2 separate regions of the Salmo salar genome follow, and region 2 is linked to region 1. A link is a contact called in public Hi-C data. All regions are on one chromosome and are shown on one strand. Each heading gives the region's core, a stretch centred on a gene start, on an enhancer-like site or on the middle of the called end of the contact. The rest is flanking DNA. Distances are from core to core; before and after follow the strand shown. Region 1 holds the start of LOC106560853 (PSME3-interacting protein). Region 2 holds the start of LOC100195319 (nucleoporin 93).

What was found. A called contact is a pair of places that touch in the nucleus more often than the background predicts.
Region 2: a Hi-C map of gill shows a contact between it and region 1, with 1.9 times the contacts expected there. The contact joins the promoter of LOC100195319 here to the promoter of LOC106560853 in region 1. A contact is called at or near these places in 2 of 3 Hi-C or Micro-C datasets (blood and gill).

Annotation. Positions count from the first base shown.
Region 1 is chrssa10:86,977,493-86,983,391 of Ssal_v3.1, forward strand. It overlaps LOC106560853 (PSME3-interacting protein), which reads left to right and starts at 1,899. Exons shown (of 9, transcript XR_001318681.2): 1 at 1,899-1,984; 2 at 3,369-3,413; 3 at 4,625-4,758; 4 at 4,904-5,002; 5 at 5,545-5,666.
Region 2 is chrssa10:87,140,910-87,147,301 of Ssal_v3.1, forward strand. It overlaps LOC100195319 (nucleoporin 93), which reads right to left and starts at 2,622. Exons shown (of 21, transcript NM_001140348.1): 1 at 2,494-2,622; 2 at 1,253-1,439; 3 at 120-237. The coding sequence starts at 1,431. mt2 (metallothionein 2) reads right to left here and starts at 5,498. Exons shown (of 4, transcript NM_001123669.1): 1 at 5,474-5,498; 2 at 5,304-5,369; 3 at 4,594-4,685; 4 at 4,488-4,591. The coding sequence starts at 5,498. The coding sequence ends at 4,594. LOC123724457 (a long non-coding RNA gene) reads left to right here and starts at 5,233. Exons shown (of 4, transcript XR_006757016.1): 1 at 5,233-5,410.

The sequences.
Region 1 (5,899 bases), core at 649-3,148:
AGAGAATAGGCAAGTTTTGTTTATATCTTTCAGTCCTGGACTCCTGGGCTGCGGAATTGAGAGCAGATGTGTACTGTGGCAGGATCTGCTTGACACTTGTCCTCGGCAGGCAGGTAACCAGTCTCTGAAGGGGAACTTAAACAGTGAGACAGAAAAGTCTGCCTGCTACAAGCTCTCAAAGTCTCACATCAGAATTAGACGTTCATCCATGTTTCTCAAACGTCACATTTCGACATGGATGGAAGTCAAATACTGACTTGTATCACGGGTGACCTGCCTGGAAGTCAAGGCACAGTTTCTCTCTTCATTAAGTGAGGGCAGTGATAGTGAAATCAGATCATTGTTGATCCAGGATATTCCATGCTGAGGATGATTCATCAAGCTCGCTTCTGGATGAGCTCAAGTTGGTCAGAAAGGGCTTGAGTTAAGTGGCCCCAATAATGGACTAAAAGCCTAACCTTACTCCTTACACGTTCTGTTTAGAGGTGAATTGGCTTTGGCAAACAAAACAGCCAAATACTCCATCTAAATGTGAATTGATTCTCAATTGCGGTACGGTTCTAGAAACATAAAGCTCTCTATTTTCATATCACATAAAAACGATTTTAAAAATGCTAAATATACTGTACAGTGTTTTAACTGGTTTTAACACAGTTGCAGCCAACAGTATTTTTCAGTGACAACACGTTTGTGGCGTCCGTCTTCCGTTTACACACAGTTGTTCGGAGACGCAGATAGCTAATTAGCACAGGTACGCCTCTGTCTTTTGTCTGTTTTCCATGAACAAGTGCTGTAACATGGAAATATGGCTGTGTGGGAACCCTATAAAGGTGTGTCGTAATTAAACTTTTTTTTATTACTATTTCTCTCTGATATAAAAGATACCTTCCTTATGTTTCCAAAACCATACCGCAAGCGATGCGTTTTAACGTTCGTAAAACAAGTGTCGGGGCTCTTAACAAAACTCCCCCGGTCCGAAGATACTATCGCCAATAGCCGCTAAAAGGTAGTTAGCGTCTATGAATGGGTTAGAGTTAAGTGGATCTGAAAATATAAAACATTTCAAATGGGAATTCTAATGGGTGTATCATGGATAAGGCATATCTGTGACTTTGCTACAAGTGATTTTAGCTCTGTTATGTTAGTAGGCTACAAGGTTGCATAAGAGTGAGAAATATCTTAGGCCTTTTCATGTTTTTTACATAAAATCCAGAATTATTTTTACATAAAATGTCAAAATGTAATTGTTGTGGGGGAAAAAAACACATTTGGTTTAAGATCTCTAGATTTCTAATTTGAAATAAAAATGTACTTTTTCTGAACACCAGTTTCTGCTGATTGCACTTTTAAGACGGTCCCTTAGCCGCAAACGCGTAATATTCACCCATTGAAACCAACATAAAGTCACCTTTTTGAAACCGAGTTGATTTAATAAACGTTGTGCCTTGCTCTCTATCGTCATCTTATTCTAGATGTATCACTCTTATCATCACAAAACTTTCCGTCGAAGAGACTGACGAGCAAAATCCGAATATCTAAACTGAAAACAAAAATATGGCGGTAATTGGATGGAGTGGTGGTGATGATGTCAATGGAAGTTTTCTCAATAATCCATAATCGTTCTACAACCAGTAAATTATAGATTTAGAATTTAGGATTTCTAATCTGCAGTTGCAAATTAGATTGTTATACAGTTATCCGAAAATGTTTAAATGAAGTATGTGCGAGAATCCAACCAGAGCCATTCAGCTGTAGCTCAGTAAATAAGCATAGTTATTGCCTGATAATGTATAACATTATGGCTCGGTTACTAGATTTACAAAAATAATCTTCCACACAATTTTGAAGACACAGTGGAAGTTAATACGTATTTATTTACACAGATTGCAACAATTATTCAGGCCGATGCACAAATGGGAACTATATTGTTTCTTCACAAATTATGCGGAACCTATTTACTGGGACACGTGGCTCCGTGGATTGGGTAAAAGTGTCCTAGCTAGCTGTGTTGTTGTTGTTAAATATTACATTTGTAATCCAAAATGTACGATCATTGATTCATATATGAACAATTGTAATCATTTTTGAACGCAGATATATATTTACATTATAGAAGCGGTATTTAACCATTATTTCGCAACGAGCTGCGTGCTAGCGGTGTTGTTGGCAATGAACTAGTTTTCTAGCGAGACAGCTACAGTAGCGAGCTAGACAGCTCGCAGCTACACAATGTATTTAGCAAGATAGCTGTCTTAGCTAGCTAAGTTTATCCTCTAAATTTCTATTCGAAATCCGTTCTTATTGGTTAGCTAATCAATCTTATAAGCCCGTAGCTAATAGACTGATCAGCTAGAGTGTGGAACCTAGCCGATTTAAATTCAACTCCCAAGATTTACGATGGAGTTGTGCGGCGACTATTGTGGGCAGACTGGAGCTACGACGTAACGTAAAATTCAGTTTGATAAAAAACGACTGATTTCAGCACCCCAAAAAATTGTCCAGTTACACACGACATTGATCTGTGTAATTGCGTGCTATTCTCTGGATGCTGAAATCAGTCGTTTTTGATAAAAACTTCAAGTTGTGACGTTGGATCACTAGTCCGCCCACATAAACGCCGCTCAGCTATCTTAAATCGTTGAGTTTTGTTGGATAGAAAAAACCTAGTCAGCAGGTATCCAATAATATGTAGGCCTAACTAATAGTTTGGTAGGTTCCCCCATAGATAGCAACTACCTATCTGGAAACGTAAATTACTAAAATGGAATATCAACCTTAAAGACAACCCTTACTTCACTTGGTAGAAGCTAGCTCAAATATAATGACAGCTAGCGTGCAGAAGACCAGGGTTTCCGAAACTGCACGTTTTGGTTTTTGCCCTGGCACTACACAGCTGGTTAAAATAATCAAAGCTTGACGATGAGTTAGTTATTTGAATCAGCTGTGTAGTACTAGGGCAAAAACCAAAATGTCCACCCAGGGGGTTCTAGGACCGAGTTTGGGAAACCATACAGTAGATGGCTACACTACACATTTCTTGAGTCGACCACTAGAGGGAGGCATAGCCTCATAAATTATAAATAGGTGATAACCAATGATTGTTTCCAACCATGGTAACAGATTTGGTCCTTGGACCCCCTGGGTGGACATTTTGTTTTTTGCCCTAGTACTACACAACTGATTCAAATAACTAACTCATCATCAAGCTTTGATTATTTGAACCAGCTGTGTAGTGCTAGGGCAAAAAACAAAACATGCACTGAGTTTGAGAAACCTTGGTCTACTCTATGTACTCTAATTGTTAATCTTATGTCTACATTTTTCCTTTAAGCACACTGTTCTGAATTATTTTATTATCTATCCAACAGATGTTTTCTTGACCTGGTGTCTGTGGTCTACTTGATTGAGTTGAGGCAAGTAAAGTAAAGTAAGTTCTCAATCTCCACTGTATACCTCTATTTTCATGGATCCAAAAATTATCAGTTTGATTAACTTTAAAAGGGAAATCTGCAGTTGTTACATTTTTTTGACTCGTCATTTAATGACATGTACCCATTCATTCTTGAAGAATATAACTTATAAATGCCATGTGCATCGTTCAACAGTCTTAACCCATCAGAATCCAGCAGCATACCACCCTGCATCCCACTGCTGCCTTGCCTCTGAAGCTAATAAGCAGGGTTGGTCCTGGTCAGTCCTTGGATGGGAGACCAGATGTTGCTGGAAGTGGTGTTGGAAGGCCAGTAGGCAGTCTTTCCTCTGGTCTAAAATTAAATATTCCCATGCCCCAGGGCAGTGATTGGGGACATTGCCCTGTGTAGGGTGCCATCTTTTGGGTGGGACGTTAAATGGGTGTCCTGACTCTGCGGTCAGTAAAGATCCCATGGCACTTATCATAAGAGTAGAGGTGTTAACGGCAGTGTCCTGGCTAAATTCCCAATCTGACTATCATGGCCACCTAATCATTGCTAGCTTCCAATTGGGTCATTCATCTCCCCTGTAACTATTCCCCAGGTAGATGCTGTAAATTAGAATGTGTTCTCAGTCAACTTGCCTGGTAAAATAAAGAATCCTAAATATAACCTTGTTTTATTCCAATGTTTGTAAATGTAAACAAATACCAAATAGCCTCAAAACATGTTTAAAACTCTAATTTTGATATCATGGTTGTCTGTGCCATAGCTCGGTCTATGAATTTGAGAGTGGTTGTCTGTGCCATAGCTCGGTCTATGAATTTGAGAGTGGCTGTCTGTGCCATAGCTCGGTCTATGAATTTGAGAGTGGTTGTCTGTGCCATAGCTCGGTCTATGAATTTGAGAGTGGTTGTCTGTGCCATAGCTCGGTCTATGAATTTGAGAGTGGTTGTCTGTGCCATAGCTCGGTCTATGAATTTGAGAGTGGTTGTCTGTGCCATAGCTCGGTCTATGAATTTGAGAGTGGTTGCATTTCTCCAGCCCCATCCCTCAGCTTTTTGCTGAAACAGGGGCAGGGAATGCTTTTATCATTTAAACTGCTGATTTCCCCTCTAACAACTCTTTGCTATTACAGATGTATAACGTGTTTTCCGTTAGTCTATTGTGGATGCTACTGTTTGAGCTCAGGTTTGTGCATGTACCTTTTCAAGGTGTGAGATGGCAGTGCCAGCGGCCGGGGGTGTAGACCTCAGTCGGAAATTTGTGTCAGAGACCGAGATCGAGGAGAAAAGGAAGCAAAGACAGGAGGAATGGGAAAAAGTTAGGAAGCCAGAGGACCCAGAGAGTAAGCCATCTGCCACTAACTCCACTCTACTTCCCAAAATGTACACAGACACAAGCAATATCTTTCTTCATGCCTGTACACTTGTCTCCTCTAAGCATCTGCATAGCTTTAGTTTCTGTGTGTTTGTGCTGTCTCCCTAACACAGAGGCTCCTGAGGAAGAGTATGATGGGCGTTCACTGTTTGAGCGGCTACAGGAGCAGAAGGACAAGAAGCAGGAGGAATACGATGAGCAGTTTAAATTCAGTAAGGGTCCCGCTCTCATTTATTTTAGTTCTTCTCCACTTTCCCTGCAACAGCCCCTACCACATTCTGGGACTTCACATTGGATATCTCAGATTAAACTATTGCATCTATGGAATGGATAGTCAGACTCTGGACCTGTTGAGTAGAAAGTATTTGTTACTCTGGGAGTGTGTACATTTTTATATTATGAACCTGTTTGTGTGAACAGACAGAACTATGTAATGTATCAGAAGAGGAGCAGGGGGAGATTATGACCTTGTCTTGGGAATGAGTGGAGCCTTCTGCCTGGCATAGCAGCTTCCCTGCTTTTCCGTTTCCCTGGTGACCAGCCTACTATTAGCAGTCACCCTGGTGGCCGTATGTGTCTTGTAAAGCTATACGCTCTTTCAGCAAGGATATTTAAGGAAAATAGAAAGCGTTTTGTTTTGTAATAACCCTTCTCCAACTCCCATGGCCTTAAGTTGAAATGATTAGATATTATTATTGTATTGGTTCTACAGTACTTAGACATTTTTTCCATGGGAATTGTCTTCTCACCACAGAGAACATGGTCAAAGGCCTGGATGAGGATGAGTCTCACTTCTTGGATGAGGTCTCCAGGCAACAGAGCCTGGTGGAGAAGCAACGCAGAGACGAGGAGCTGCATGAACTAAAAGAATACAGAATATCCTTTCAGTTTCAGCTGTATACTCCCTCCCCATAACTCTACGTTTCTCTCTTTAACACACACAAAGAGCAAAAACACAGTGTATCCATTTTCATGTCATTTTATTGCAGGTTTTTTTTCTTCTTCTGTCAGTAGGGCAACATTTAGTAGGCATGAGTCACACAAATAATGGATCTATGTGTCAGAGCCGAATGTGAGAGCCAACTACTCTCATACTCCCTGTGTTTCTC
Region 2 (6,392 bases), core at 1,372-3,871, 160 kb after region 1:
CTGCCCTTGACTCTGAAAAACACAAAAGCGAAGGTCCTGACATACAACAGGACAGGTGTGGATGAAAAAGTAGCCCAAAAGCTCAAACAGCCCCACAATCGTAAAGAGTGTGTGAATACCTGGATGTCAGTGTCCTTCACTGGCTCTAGAGGTTCAAAGGTTGTGGCAGCACTCAGGCTCTCCAGACGCTGGGAGATGTGGAAGATGTCCAGGCCTCTGGACCCCAGGAGGATGGACCTACAGGGAACAGAGGAAACAGCAAATTACATGTGTTTAGTAGACTATCCTCTAGAGCCCCCATACTCAACGGGCGAACCGAGGTCCGGTTGGGTTTCGACCCCTGGTATCATATAAACACACATAAGACATGGAAAGATTTGAAGAATTGCAGGAAAGTATCTTTAAAACTGCTACATTTTCTCTCCGGCAATAAGAGGGGTGTGAACAGTTTGGGGTCGCATTGGTTGCGAGGTTGGGGTTAGTTACTACGCCAATAAATCAATTTCTATCCGAACCTTCGCCACCTAGGACATTTGTGTGACTGGACCTTCTCAAATAGCACTTGAGAACCCCTGCTCTAGAGGGCATGAAGTTGAATGCAATGCAGAACATAACACAGAGCTACACATCTCTAACATAAGATAGCTCCCATAAACTTGATGTCCCAGAGTACAAATACAGATGACAATGTAAAAAAAAAAGAAGAGATTAAACATCACACAAATAATTGGATATTAAACTGATTATGGCATTAGTCATGTAAACGCCTTACTCTGCTTATCTTAAATAGGCGTATGGTCATAATCAAAGTAAGCATAAGCCGATTAAAAACACCTGATTTTCTGCGCAATCTTTTCGAATTATTAGGACATGATAACAGTTTAATCGGCGTTCCAGTGGTGTATTTGATCTGCACATGTGCCCGCACCAGGCAGCGCAGGCTTCCTCTTATGCACGAGTGAAGTGAGTTCGGAAAAACTGAAAGTATGCATCTTAGAAATAGTAAACATACAAACTTCATATGTCCAAACTCAGAATCAAATAGTCTTCACAAAATAACAAGTCCCATTAGTAGACTGATTTCAGATGTGTCCATGGAAACAGGATTATTAGAGAAATTGTGCTTCTTGCAAAGCATGTAAACGGTTTAATCAACTATTATATTAACCTGACTATGCACAATCATTATTGTGTGCATGTAACGGTGCTCAATAAGAAAATATCAGTGACTGATACCCAAGAGAGAACTTACGCTTTCACGTCAGCAGCGTCTTGTGATGTTCGAGTTAAGGTGCGGGAGCGTAGCCTCTCTCCAGCCTGCTGGATCTCCTGAAGGTTCCTCTCAACATGAGGAAGCTCAGACACGGCCTCAGTCTCTGCTGCAAGCTGCTCTGCCTGCTGCAGGAGTTCTCCAAAGCCCTCCGCTTCCATGGCAACCACTGGGAGTCAACAGACAGGCTGGCTGGATTAAAACAAATATAACTATAGTGGATTAATTGGCCTGCAGTCTTCATGACTCTAGCCTAACTATTAAAAATACTGCCTAGTCAAACCATTACTCTGTTCCAGCTGGCTGATAGGAGTTATTAGATAGGTACGGTTTAGCATAGCACAGAGAACTTGATCAATGAGAGAAGATTTGAAATAGACAATATTGCAGCCTGGATGACTTCATGGAGCAATGTTTTTTATTTTATTTATTTTTTACTTAATTTATTGACATTTTCTAAAACATTTGTCATCTTCTTCCAAGTTGGGCTATTGCCAAGTTAAGGTTGGTCGAACATTCTCTGTAATACACCAAAAAGTACCTAACCTGTAAGTAAGGCTGAGTTAGCCTGTAACAATCTGACTGCTAGCTATCCTAATCCTGGCTGGGAACATGGCATTTAAACAAATCAGTGACTGTCTGCTGTTTAGACCTAATGACTGATTCCAGATATCAATCATTCCAGATACCACAAAACATTCTTGATGAAAACTTGAAAAAAAAGACCGTCTGTATGTAATGTTAGTGTATGTAATGATGTTGTCCAGACCAGGACTGATCACTGGACTGGTTCTATATAATTCAGTGTTTTTTAATCTGTCACGGGCCACACCATGTACAAACTAATCTCATTTGTGTTTGGACCCTTTTCCTCAGTTTTCCGAAAATCGAACCCAACGCGCGACTGCCCCATTAGCACGATTAGCTATTAGGCTAGCTTGCTATCGTAGTGAGCCTCTTACTACGAATAGATTTTGATATCACTGTCTACAAAAACTCAAATACGAATTACACATTTTATGCCATCAACATTTTAAAATAAATCCTTCGTTTACTAACGGTAGACAGGTACAAAGGAAAGCATGTTAGCAAACTGGCTAGAGTCATGCTTGGCAAGGACAGACCGAGTACTGATGAATGGTGCTAGTATCAGCTAGCAGGATAACTACAATAACTAGTATCATTCCTTGCTAGTTATAACGCGTATTAGTTGGGCAACTTACAAGAAGACTAGATAGCAAATGATCCTTTCCCTTGTTCCACAAACTACTAGTTTTTTCTTTCTTTTGGAAACTAGTTATAACAGTTCTTTTGCGATTATCTCATTTCCCCCCCCGTCGTACATACATTTTACCCCGGCACTTCTGAGGTCTACGATGATTGGATGATGCCTCGTTTTCCAAAACGACATTGCGCTTTTTACTTGTGGGCAGCTCTCTGCCGCCACCTGCTGCGCCGGAATGTAATGGAGGTGGTAGATCGAGAAGTCACGCAACCTTGTGCCTATACCGTCATCATGAAGGAGTGGGAGCTCAGCCTCCAACCCAACCCCCCTTTTGGTTGAGTCTGCCTCATCCTCATTAGGGATGGGGACAAAATGATCATGTATTGCAATTGTCATTTTTCAATCCCTTCATGTGCTGGCATAACTGACTTGCCTAGTTAAATAAAGGTTAAATTAATGAATACAATATATGCCTTTTGTATAACCCCTTAAAGTGTGACAGGCCTGCTATGCCTAATTGGCAACTAAACACCCCCAAAATAAACACTCCTCAACCTAATCTATTATTAATCACTAATCTCAAAGCAGTGTTGACATGCAGGTTGAACTGTGTTAGAACAGTTTATTCACCTGTCACTCCACAATGTTAAAATACAATGCGTGCGCATCATTTTCGTGATGTCGGCCAACCCATCTACACATAACAGCCATGGAAAAAGGACAATTAGGCACTTAAACTTATGACAGACCAGTGTAGTATTTAGATTTGCATTGGAGAAGATTAGATACCAGAAGGTAGCAGACACTTGGTCAAGGACAGGTAAGATCTTAGACTTGCAGGAACCACTGAGTCAGGACTGTGACCTTCACCTTGTCCCCACAATTACTCAGCCTACTTGAGTGGCATACTTGTCCCCAGCAGCAATTGGTTCCCATGTGTCTCCCATCCAAATACTTCAAGCCTATTCTAGCCTTCATTGTTAGGGAGACAGTATAGCATATTGTGGATACATTTAGTACTCAGGCCATTTACCATTAAAAAAAGGTTCTGTCTACTTAATGAGGTGGCTGTCCATCCTGGTTTTGTAGACTAGACGTAACAAATACAGGACACAAATTGTTATGATAGGTACCCAAGGAGGGTAACCAGAATCTCAGACAACTAGCATTTTAACTTGATAGCATGTTAGCTAACCCCTTCCCAAACCTAACTCAGCTAACGTTAACCACAAACTGCTTGGAGTAACCCTGGATTGTAAATTGTCATGGTCAAAACAGTGATACAACAGTAGCTAAGATAAGAGAAGTCTGGCCATAAAGCACTGCTCTAACCTTATCAGTAACAAGGCAGGTCCTACCAGCCCTAGTTGTCACAGCTGGACTACTGTTCAGGTGTGGGGTCAGGTGCCACAAATACTTAAGAATTACAATTTGCTCAGAACAGCATGTCAATCGTTCATGGGTCAAAGTGGGAGGTTGACAAGCTGAATGCTCCGAGCTCTGTTAAAACTACTAACACAGCTCAGACACCCATGCACACGCCACAAGGCATGCTAAAAGGTCTTCAATCCCCAAGACTATGGGAGGCACACAGTATTATATAGAACTAGCCCACATCAGGTAATTGATGCAAGCGGTAAGATCAGATTCAAAACTAATAATTCACCTTACGGAACAGCAAGTACTGTGAAGACATGCTAGCACACTGTTTAGTGTTATACATTTTGTATGTGTAATGCTATTTACTGTTTTATGTAAGAGCCTTAGTGTTTGGACCCCAAGAACAGCTAAGGGGGATCTGTTAAGAAATACATTTTGTATTTAGACAAAATGCCAGTACAGAAAAAAAATCTTAAATGGAAACTTATGGTTAACTACGCAAATCCCCCACTTTTAATTTGGGAGGGAATCAAGAAACATGTAGACACTGGAAGGTTAAACATTTGTGTTGTTACCCACCCCCAGTAACACAAATGAAAGGCAAACTTGAATAAGTTAAATGGAATTTATTTTCTTACATTTAAGTACTAAGTCTAGGCTCAAGATGGTACAACCAATTTCATAGGGAATGACTGCATTGTCAGTCATGCACCAGGCCTCACTGACAACAGCTGGTATCACAGGTCTTGCCCTTACACACACAGCCTGAAGCACATTTACTGCAGCCGGAAGGACAGCAGGGGCAGCAACCTGACGGGACAAAAACAATAAATTAGTGATGACCAATGACAGACTATTGCATAACCTATTAATGAGGCTCTAGGATGAGTTGGCAACTTGTCTCCCCAGTCATGGTCAACTTACTCAAAGCAAAGACTTCCTAGTTTGGCGTCCTCTTGAAAAAAAGCCTAATTAGGCTACCAGGTGTTCATAACTAAGTGGGAAAATGGTAATACCATCTTTGAGAAACATTTTCTAATGGCCAACACGCAGTGTCAACCAAGTACAGCCATCATGCTGGTAAACAAAATGAGTGTTAAAAATTATTGTTTTTTATAAAAGTTGTGCAGTTGAATTTCTCTGCCGAAATTGCAGTTAAAGTCATTTCCTTAGGTGACGCCAGTATGAGAGAAGTCGGCGCTCAGGACATAAGTTTCCCCCACTAATTACCAGTTGGGGGGGTTAAGTGGATTTCTCTCCAGTTGTATGTGGTAAATTACCTTCCCACTTGGTTATCACATAGGGTGCACAGCCCGTCCTCTCCATTTAAAGTGCCACCAGACACCATTGAGAAGAGCTTGGGTAAATATACCTACATAGGCAATCTGAAGTGGTATTTAGAATGTAACAACCAACAAAAACTCTTACTTTTCTTACAACTGGTGCATGCGCAGTTGGCGCACTTACAGGATCCACCGCAGTTGCAAGAGCCAGCTACAAATACAAGTTGGGTTAAGAGATGATCAAAATAACAGGTAATTTGTTACGAATAAATAGGACTAAATTCTGATTATATTAATCAATATACATAAACTTACTTTTAGAGCATTCACAAGGATCCATGTTCCAGTTTTTGATCGCGCTTCTTTATTCAAATGAAGTATTTCAGCTTAATTTCACTGATGAGTTGTAAGCTTCAAATTTCTCTTTGGCGAAGCACCGTTTTTATAGCGTCAGGACAGACGGGTGCCGTGTGCAAAACAGTCTCGCGTTCAGACGATCAGGGTTTGCACCCGGGTTATTTCATTATACTGCGCGAAAATAATCAAGGAAGAGTTTCCTATTGTTTCCAAATTCAAAAGCCTGTTACATAAATCTGATTACCACGTTGATCGATTAATTAAGGCTACACCCTTATTTAACTATACAAACATTTATTGGGATCTTTTTTGTTTTTAGGAATACCTTCAATAACCCCCAGGGTCTGGAGAGTTGTAATCAATCAAGCAATTATATTGTTATTTTACAGGCACGATCTAATTGTAATGTTCAAATACATGATGATTTCAATTGTTATATACTATAATCTAATCTAGACATATGCCTAAAGATTAGAATGCGAAAAGTTAATATAATTATATTACTTGTCGGGAAGAATTTGAATATGCCTAGTGTATATGGAAAATATATTAAAACGACGATTTACAAATCACTACATTGTTGACTGGTTTTAGGTTGGACAGTCATCGTTACCGTGCACAATGCACACGGTACGCAAATTATTAAACGGTTCAGTTGTCACTTTTTCGGGAGTGGTGTTGTCATTGGTGCTGTGTTGAGAGCTTCCAGTCCCGTGCTTCCTTTATCTGCACACGAGCTGTGCCCATGAGCAACATTCGGATGTGAATGAATCACTTTGCGCATGTCGACTGAGTGTTAGTATTTTCTAGAATATCTTGCCTGAGTAAATGAGCTGTGTCATACCACAAGCATTGTGCGACGTGGTAAGAATAGTCA